Regions from separate parts of the Sus scrofa genome. Here region 2 is linked to region 1. Evidence: chromatin contacts called from public Hi-C data. All regions are on one chromosome and are shown on one strand. The core of a region is the stretch at or near the end of the contact, and the rest is flanking DNA. Distances in the headings are between cores, read along the strand shown.

Region 1 (3,822 bases), core at 1,054-3,553:
AATTTTTTAAATAGGCAAGTAACATGTTTCTGTATGAAAAAGGCAACACGCTCCATTTGCTATGAAACATTCATTGCAGTAACTCCCCAGGACCTCAGTGGCCTCCCTGTTATGCACTAGCAATATTAGCAGTGCCATTAAGCATTTCTATTAAAGCTTCATACACTTTGCAGGTGGGGTGATTTTCCTACATATCTGATGGTAAGTAGTGGAAAATGGCCTGAAATCATCCACCACCTCAGTTGGAGAAACATATCCCTAGGGCAAATTCAAGAGTTTCTTTTACCTTTATTTGGAGAAGTGTTTCAAACCTTATGGAGCCTAAAAATCACCAGAGGCTCTGGCTAAAAAGCACACTTCTGTGCCTAGCCCAGATCTAGACCTGAGCCCAGGAGTCTGCATTGTAAAACCGCTTCTCACATGATTGCAATTCATGTAGTTTTCAGACCCTAACTTTGAGAAACTTGTGACAAAGTGTTCCTTAGTCTATTTCTGAATTGACTCATTCTTCAATAACAATCCCGCCCCTTGTAGATGCTCTGTTAGCTGGTGCAGGGGTGTGTGCAAAGGGTCAAGATTCAATTCCTGTCTTGGTACAGTATTTGACTGTCAAATGAGGTGTACTAGCAACACCTCTCTAGGAGTTCCGGGTTAGGGAAGGTTGCTGTGGGCTGAAGCAGTGCGAAGGCTTTGTGGATCCAGATGGGAACAGTTTGGCGATTTTTTTTTTTTTTTTTTTTTAAGAGGGAGGAAGGTGGCGTTACAGGGGTTTTGGAATCAGGCCAACCTGCAGCTAAAGGTCTAGGCAAAAAGGCCAGAAGGGTCAGGTAAAGTATAGAGACTTTATCCTGTGGTGGTCAGCTGCTGCTCAAGGTCTGCCACATGGGGACATGAAGACAGCTTTATTTCAGGGAGAGTAATAACCTGGTTTTGATGTTCACCATGGACTAGATCTGCATCAGAGGTGGGCAAGCAATTCTGATGGTGTGCACTTGGGAATGAAAAGAAACCTGAGTGGCAAGATAAAGAAAACAGTGGGCTTATTTTTAGGGATAGGGATGAGAGGATGCCCAAAATGACAGGTCCACCTGGAAGTAGAGCACTTTTAAAAGACTAAGCACAGAGGGAATTCCCCCCTCCCCGCCTTTTTAACTTAAAAGTTTTTGTTTTTTTTAATTATGGGTGATTTACAATGTTCCTTCAATTTCTGTTGTATGGCAAAGTGACCCAGCCACCCATACATACACATTCGCATTCTTTTTTTTTTTTTTTTTCTTTTTTCATCATGTTGTAGCTTAAGAGACCAGACACAGTTCCCTGGGGTGTACAGTAGGACCCCATCAACCATCCATTCTAATCATAACAGTCTGCATCCACCAACTCCAAACTCCCGGTCAGTCTCCCTCTCTCCCGCACACTCCTTTGGCAAACACAGGTCTGCCCTCCCTTAATTTTTTTTTTTTTTTGTCATTTTCAGGTCCTCTTCCTGGAGATTCCCAGGCTAGGTGTCTAATCGGAGCTGTAGCCGCCGACCTACACCACAGCCCACTGCAACGCCGGATCCTTAACCCCTGAGCAAGGCCAGGGACTGAACCCGCAACCTCATGGTTCCTAGTCGGATTCGTTAACCACTGAGCCACGACGGGAACTCCTGCCCTCCCTGAATCTTTAATGCAGCCTCCTTGAAGCCAGTGTAGGGAACCGTGTAAACAGGCAGAGGCCCTGTTTGTGTTGAGCTGGTTGACCCTTTCCAGCGTCTCCGTATGTCTCTCAGAATCTTGTTCACACACTCCTCGCTGCTACTTACCACCTAAATACCACTAATAAAACACCCTCACCCTGAAATCGGGTCGAATAGGGCCAAGCGGCCGCCTGCTTCAATCCCCGGTGGCAGTGAACTTGAACTTTCTCAGGTGAATCAGCTAGTAATACCTCCGTCTAGCCACTTTGCTGCACAGTGGAATCACCTGGGGATTAAAAAAAAAAAAAAAAAACTCAAAGCAAGTCCCAAAACGCTTAGCGCCCACATGTAACGTGCAGCATAGCTTGGAAACCATCGGTCTAGCGACTTCTCCACGTCTCTTAAAAAACAAATCCTCGGGCCCTCTGGGTCCTCCGCCCTGGGAGTACAAGCGAAGGTTCCGGGCCTCGGTGGCCCTGGTCCCCGCGCCGCAGTCTCCCTCCCTCCCAGCTCGGCGAGGGCAGCCCGTGGTTCGGGTGTGCGGCGCGGGCCGGGCCGGGAGGCGGCGGTGCCGGGGCTTCTCCCGCCCCGACGCGACGGAACCGAAAGCGGCGGGCGGGGGAGAGGAAGGAGGGGCGGACGCGGTGGCGCGCGGAGGGCCGGGAATGTCCGAGGCGCGGGGCCCCAGAGTCGCCCCGAGGCAGCGTCCGGGCGATGGCTCTCCGTCTTGTCGCCGACTTCGATCTCAGGAAGGACGTGCTACCGTGGCTGCGGGCGGCGTCAGCGGCCGCTGCGCCCGGAGGCGGCGGCCCAGGTGCCGGAGGCGCGCGTCTGGGCGGGGTGGGGGGTGGTGGCAGGAGGAGGCGGTCAAGGCTGGGGACTCGGAGTCGTTCGTACCTAGAGGGTTCCGGGCTGGGCCAGGGTGGTGGTCGCCGGCCGGACGGCGGCAGCCTGTGCCCCCTACCAAGGTTGGTGCCGAAGGCGCGAGCTTCCCTCTTTGAATCTGGGCTTTGCCACTGTCACCCGGCCACCGGGGTGAAGATTGGAGGGCAGCCCCCGGGGAGGATCTCGGCCGAGCTGCACTGCTTCTTCTTGCGAGCCCTCCAGCTATGGGCTTACTGGTTGCCCATAGTAAATCATCTTCAGCAGAAAGCCTGGGGACACTAGTGGTACCTTTAGCATCAGGGCAAGGCGTGGAGGAGCTGCTGCCCAGACTCCGCTCCTCCAGCCCCAGGCTGCGGGGAGTTGGGAGGGTGGTTCTCGCTGCTTCATTCACATCTAACCTGCCTGAAAAGATTTATCACCCTGGTGAGGGCTCTACCAAGACTGGGGGCTCCTGGAGCTCTCGAGTCAGGAGAAAGAGAAGATGAATCACGGCCACCAAGAAAATCACCATATGAGTACTTAATAGTTGCACAGTTTGCCCTCACTTTTGTGAGACGTGTTTCTGTGTGAACAGTGTCCATAATTTAGGGGACATGCCACTTCAGAGGTGAAGTGTCAGAGGGTAGGGGACCGATTTCAGTCTGTGAGCAGTGAACTGAGAGCCTGCTCTTTTCCAAAGCCTCAGGCCCATCACCACCATTCCAGAGACCACCTGTGCAGGCCAGCAAGGGGCAAGACACCAAGTGATGCCCAGTTTCTTCAGGATGGATTGGAATGCATTCTGGACAGTTGGGCTTTGGTTTTAGAAATTTTTTAATTTTGATGGAGTGAAAAGTGACTTTTGAGTCTTCTCAGCATTGATCAATCAAAACTTTAAAGAAGGGGAATTCTGTGATTTCCCAGGTTGTTTTTTTAAGAAGGGAAGTTTCCTGTAAATAAGTGTTTCATCTTCAGGGCTTAAGTTCAGGTTCAAAGCACTGATACCCTGGATCCCAGTTGTGCATAGGAGCTAGCCAATTCAGTTTGTCTCTTTGGTTTTCCTTAAACACTGTAGACTGCTGGAGGGCATTTTTGGGGAGGGCTATCAAAATATCCATGTCTACAACTCCTTTCCCCTTAACCCTGGTGAAAGTTTTCTATCCCTACTGTTTATCTTCACATTATCCTATGGCTTTAGCAGGATATTTGTATGGTTCCTTGTCTTGGCATTTTGGTTATTGGTCCCAAATAAGGAGTTGTGTTTGTCTAGCTCAAGG
Region 2 (3,815 bases), core at 21-2,520, 51 kb after region 1:
TTTTTAACATGCGCTCTGAACCTGTGGGAAATCGCTTTAGAGAGGCCTGATTCTACTGCTTCCTGTGGTAAGAGAGATAAATAGAAGGTTTCCTGGATCTGGGACTTGATTCTTATCAAGAGTGCTATATCAGCATCCCCTATCGAGGGTGATGTGGGAAACTTTCCACTAAAAAAACCTTAGCATTTGGTGAGGTCAAAGGTATCCTTCCCTTTTTTTTTTTAACCCCTGGGAATGACTCTTGAAAAGGGAAGCCATGATCTAAGTCTATTGTCCTCAAAATGTGGAGAGGCAGAAAAATTAGAGGTTTGTAAAAATTGGCTATCTTACATAAGTCGTCTTTCCTTCTTAAAACGATTTTATTATATAGGCACAAAATTGTACCCAAGATTAAAACTGTTCTAGAGGGAATTTTTTATTAACAACAGTATTGCTTTTTGAGTGATGTCGTTTTTGCTATCTAATGTGTACAACTTTCTTGAATTGTCATGCTGTTAACAGGGGCTTATATTGATGGAATATTAAGGAATAGCGTTTTGGGAAAAGTTTTCCATGAGCCCCAACACCTCTATACAAGAAAGATATGTTTATACATTTAAAAAAAATGAAATGATGCCGTTTGCAGTCACATGGATGGACCTAGAGATTATCAGACTAAGTGAAGTTAGAAAGAGAAAGACAAATACCATATGATGTTGCTCTTAAATATGACACAAATTAACTTATTCATGAACAGACACAGACTCACAGACACAGAGAACAGACTTGTGATTGCCAAGCGGGGGGGCGGGGGAGTAGGAGAGGGATGCACTGGGAGTTTGGGGTTAACAGATGCAAACTATTACGTATAGAATGGATAAACAAGGTCCTACTGTATAGCACAGGGTTTATGGTTTATCTAATATCCTGTGATAAACCATAATGGAAGAGAATATGAAAAAGAATATATATATCTGTATATCTATCTGTGTATATCTGAATCACTTTGCTGAACAGCAGAAATTAACACAACATTGTAAATCAACTATACTTCAGTAAAATACAAAAGAAATGAGATAAAATAGGAAATATGTTTGTGCATCAAAAAACTACCATTTTAAAAATGAATACTATATTGCTAAGTGGTTTTTTTTATGTTATGTTGATTCTTATGACAATTTTTCTTGGTGGTGTTTTCTCCATTTTACTGAAAATGAAACTGAGGCTCAGAATGTCTGTGACGTGTGCCCAGGCTTCTGCTAGTGTCTCCTATGTTAGTTTCTTATTGCTGCGATAGGAAATCACCACAAAGTTAGCTTTGAAGTAAACAACATACTGTCTTTCAGTTTCAGAGGTTAGAATTCTGAAATGAGTGAATCTTGAGGGGTCGGTAGGGGAAGAAATGGTTCCTTCTGGAGATTCCAGGGAAGAATTCATTCTTCGCCTCCTCCAGGATCTAGAGTCTTCTTTCTTGGCTTGAGACCACATCGCTCCAATCTCTTTCGTCATCATGGGGTCTTCTCTTCTGTAGTCAAATCTCTGCTTCCTCCCTCTTATAGAACCATTTTTGATCACATTGGATCCACTTGGATAATTCAGGGGACCCTCTCCATCTCACGATCCTTAATCACATCTGCAAGGTCCCTTTCATCCCTTAAAGTGACATATTCTCAGGCTCTGGGGATTACCACACAAACATCCGTGGGAGCCGTCATTCAGCCTATTTATTGCAGGTACTATTGATGTTTCTGGTGAGAGTGTCCTGCACACTGAGGGATTCAGCATCCCTGGAGCCCATTCATCAAGTGGCAGTAGGACTCCTTGTGACAACTCAAAACACTCTCATCTATTTCCAAATGCCACCTCTCCCAGAGACTTAGTATCTAAATAACTGGTTAAGTGGTAGGGCTAGGAGTTAAACTAGGTCATTTGATGCCTTTCCACTCTGCCCTACTACGCCTCTATTTGCGTTTTTCTATTTAGGCGTTGCCATGATGATAACGTTATTTCACCCACTTGTGTTAAGTAGTTTAACATCACTTAATCCATGGTAACTGAAAGTCAGCTGGTTAGGGTTTTACATCCTCTCCTTTCCCTTCCACAGAATACCTTCTATGCAAATGATTAGCATTTATTTCTTTGATCTCAGGTTAAAAAAAAAAAGAGTCTAGCTGGCTCACATAATCTACGTGTTTTATCTATATGAAATTTACCATTATTATATGAATTTCTCCGTTTTTCTAAGATCCTAGCGAAATTATTGGCATGAGCTATTTCTACCCTCCCATTAGCCAGAAACCTATTTATTTATTTATTTTACCTTGTCTCAATTTGTATACAAATTGTTCTTTGTACAAAAATATTGCAGGGACTGGGAAACTTTGAATTCCAGGCAGCTAGCTATGCAAGCAAACACATTTGTACTTCACCAAGTGTCAGAATGCTTGCAGAGATTTTTCTGTGGTGAATATTAGTGTAAAGGTTCTTTAGAGAAAATGATGCTGGTGATGATAATGCTCGTGATGACAGTGAGTGGTAGTTAAACACAGGGAACTAACTTTTGGAGCTGTTTTACAAGCTCTTTCTAGCTTGTCATATTAAGGAATAATTTATGTTGCTGGATTGTTTTTCTCTAATTTTCTCTCTGAGCTCATTTAGGTTGATTTAAAACTGCAATTCCCTGAGAAACGAAGCTTCAGATATAAATTAAGATAACCATGGCCAAATATCTGAAAAAAAAATTAGCCTCAGAGAGAAATAAATGAGAGCTTGAGAGTAAGACGAAATAAACAGACAGCTTATTATTATATTGGTCAAACCTTTTGTGTTTTAAAATGCTCAGAGAAAAATAAGAGCTACCGTACAGTTCTTGGCTTTATCTGTGCCTATACAGCTCTTGCTGCCTGGAGAAGACTGAACTCTTTCTCTTCCACAGATTATTATGTGGCTGTTTACTTACCCGGTCATTTCTTTCACCTACTTAACATTCAGCATCCAGACCTGATCTGCCACAGTCTGTTTCTGACAGGTATGGTGATAGTTTTTATCTCATGAACACGGTCCACTTGAGTTTGTTTTAAGCATTAATATTTGTGTTTGGAGGAGAGGGTTTTTTTTTTTTTTTCTTTGCTGATCTACTTTTTTTTTTTTTTTTTTGGCTAGGAAACAACGAAGTGATTGATCTGCTACCTCATCGCCCTTTACAGTCCCTATCAGGGTCCCTGGTTCTGGATCGGTGTTCTGGAAAGCTCTATAGGGCGCTCCTCAACCAGTCCTATTTGTTGGAGTTCCTGTGGAACGCCCGGCTGGACTGTGAGAAGATGGCCTTGATGCACTGCGTGCTCTCGTGTGGCCGAGACCCACGGCAAACGGAAGCCAAGGTGGGAGTTGAGCTTCAGTCTGAACGCAGGCAAATGGACAGCGTAAGATGTGGACAGTTAGCGGTTGCAATGAACAGGGGTTGTTTTCATTTGGTAGGCAAGCAAGGTTGATGGCTCTGTCCTAACTTGAACATATTCTCTCAAAAGGATACAAGGATACAAGGATAATAAAAGGCAAAGCCCTTTAAAAAAAAAAAAAAAAAAAAAAAGGGAGCATATCCCTGTGCTCCTTTTTTATGGACACAGACCTCAGACTGTGAGGGCATGCCTGTTCTTTTGATGGTTCTCCTTTCCATATCGTGAGTAAATGTTAGCTATATTGGGAACATTCCAAGAAACTGCTCAGTCAATAGTTTCTAAAATATCAACTTTTTCTCCTGGTATATTTGGTGTATATCATCAAAAGGTCTAAGATCTGGTGGTAAATAAAATCTTCTTATTACATTTTAAATAGAG

The links. A called contact is a pair of places that touch in the nucleus more often than the background predicts.
Region 2: a contact with region 1 is called in a Hi-C map of blood, with 8 times the contacts expected there. The contact joins the enhancer-like site here to the promoter of GSAP in region 1. A contact is called at or near these places in 1 of 5 promoter capture datasets (liver), 11 of 47 Hi-C or Micro-C datasets (alveolar macrophages, blood, fetal heart ventricle and 4 more) and 1 of 2 datasets of contacts at active chromatin or transcription factors (alveolar macrophages).

What each region holds. Positions count from the first base shown.
Region 1 is chr9:102,692,543-102,696,364 of Sscrofa11.1, forward strand. It overlaps GSAP (gamma-secretase-activating protein), which reads left to right and starts at 2,304. Exons shown (of 32, transcript XM_021102559.1): 1 at 2,304-2,495. The coding sequence starts at 2,396. It overlaps LOC110262246 (a long non-coding RNA gene), which reads right to left and starts at 2,868. Exons shown (of 2, transcript XR_002347079.1): 1 at 2,579-2,868; 2 at 1-1,967.
Region 2 is chr9:102,744,216-102,748,030 of Sscrofa11.1, forward strand. It overlaps GSAP (gamma-secretase-activating protein), which reads left to right. Exons shown (of 32, transcript XM_021102559.1): 16 at 2,915-3,007; 17 at 3,142-3,359. Among named protein-coding and RNA genes, the nearest start is that of GSAP, 51 kb to the left of the region's middle. Within about 2 kb of position 1,271, at least 8 of the 83 cell types and tissues checked have an H3K27ac peak or open chromatin away from gene starts, as enhancers often do.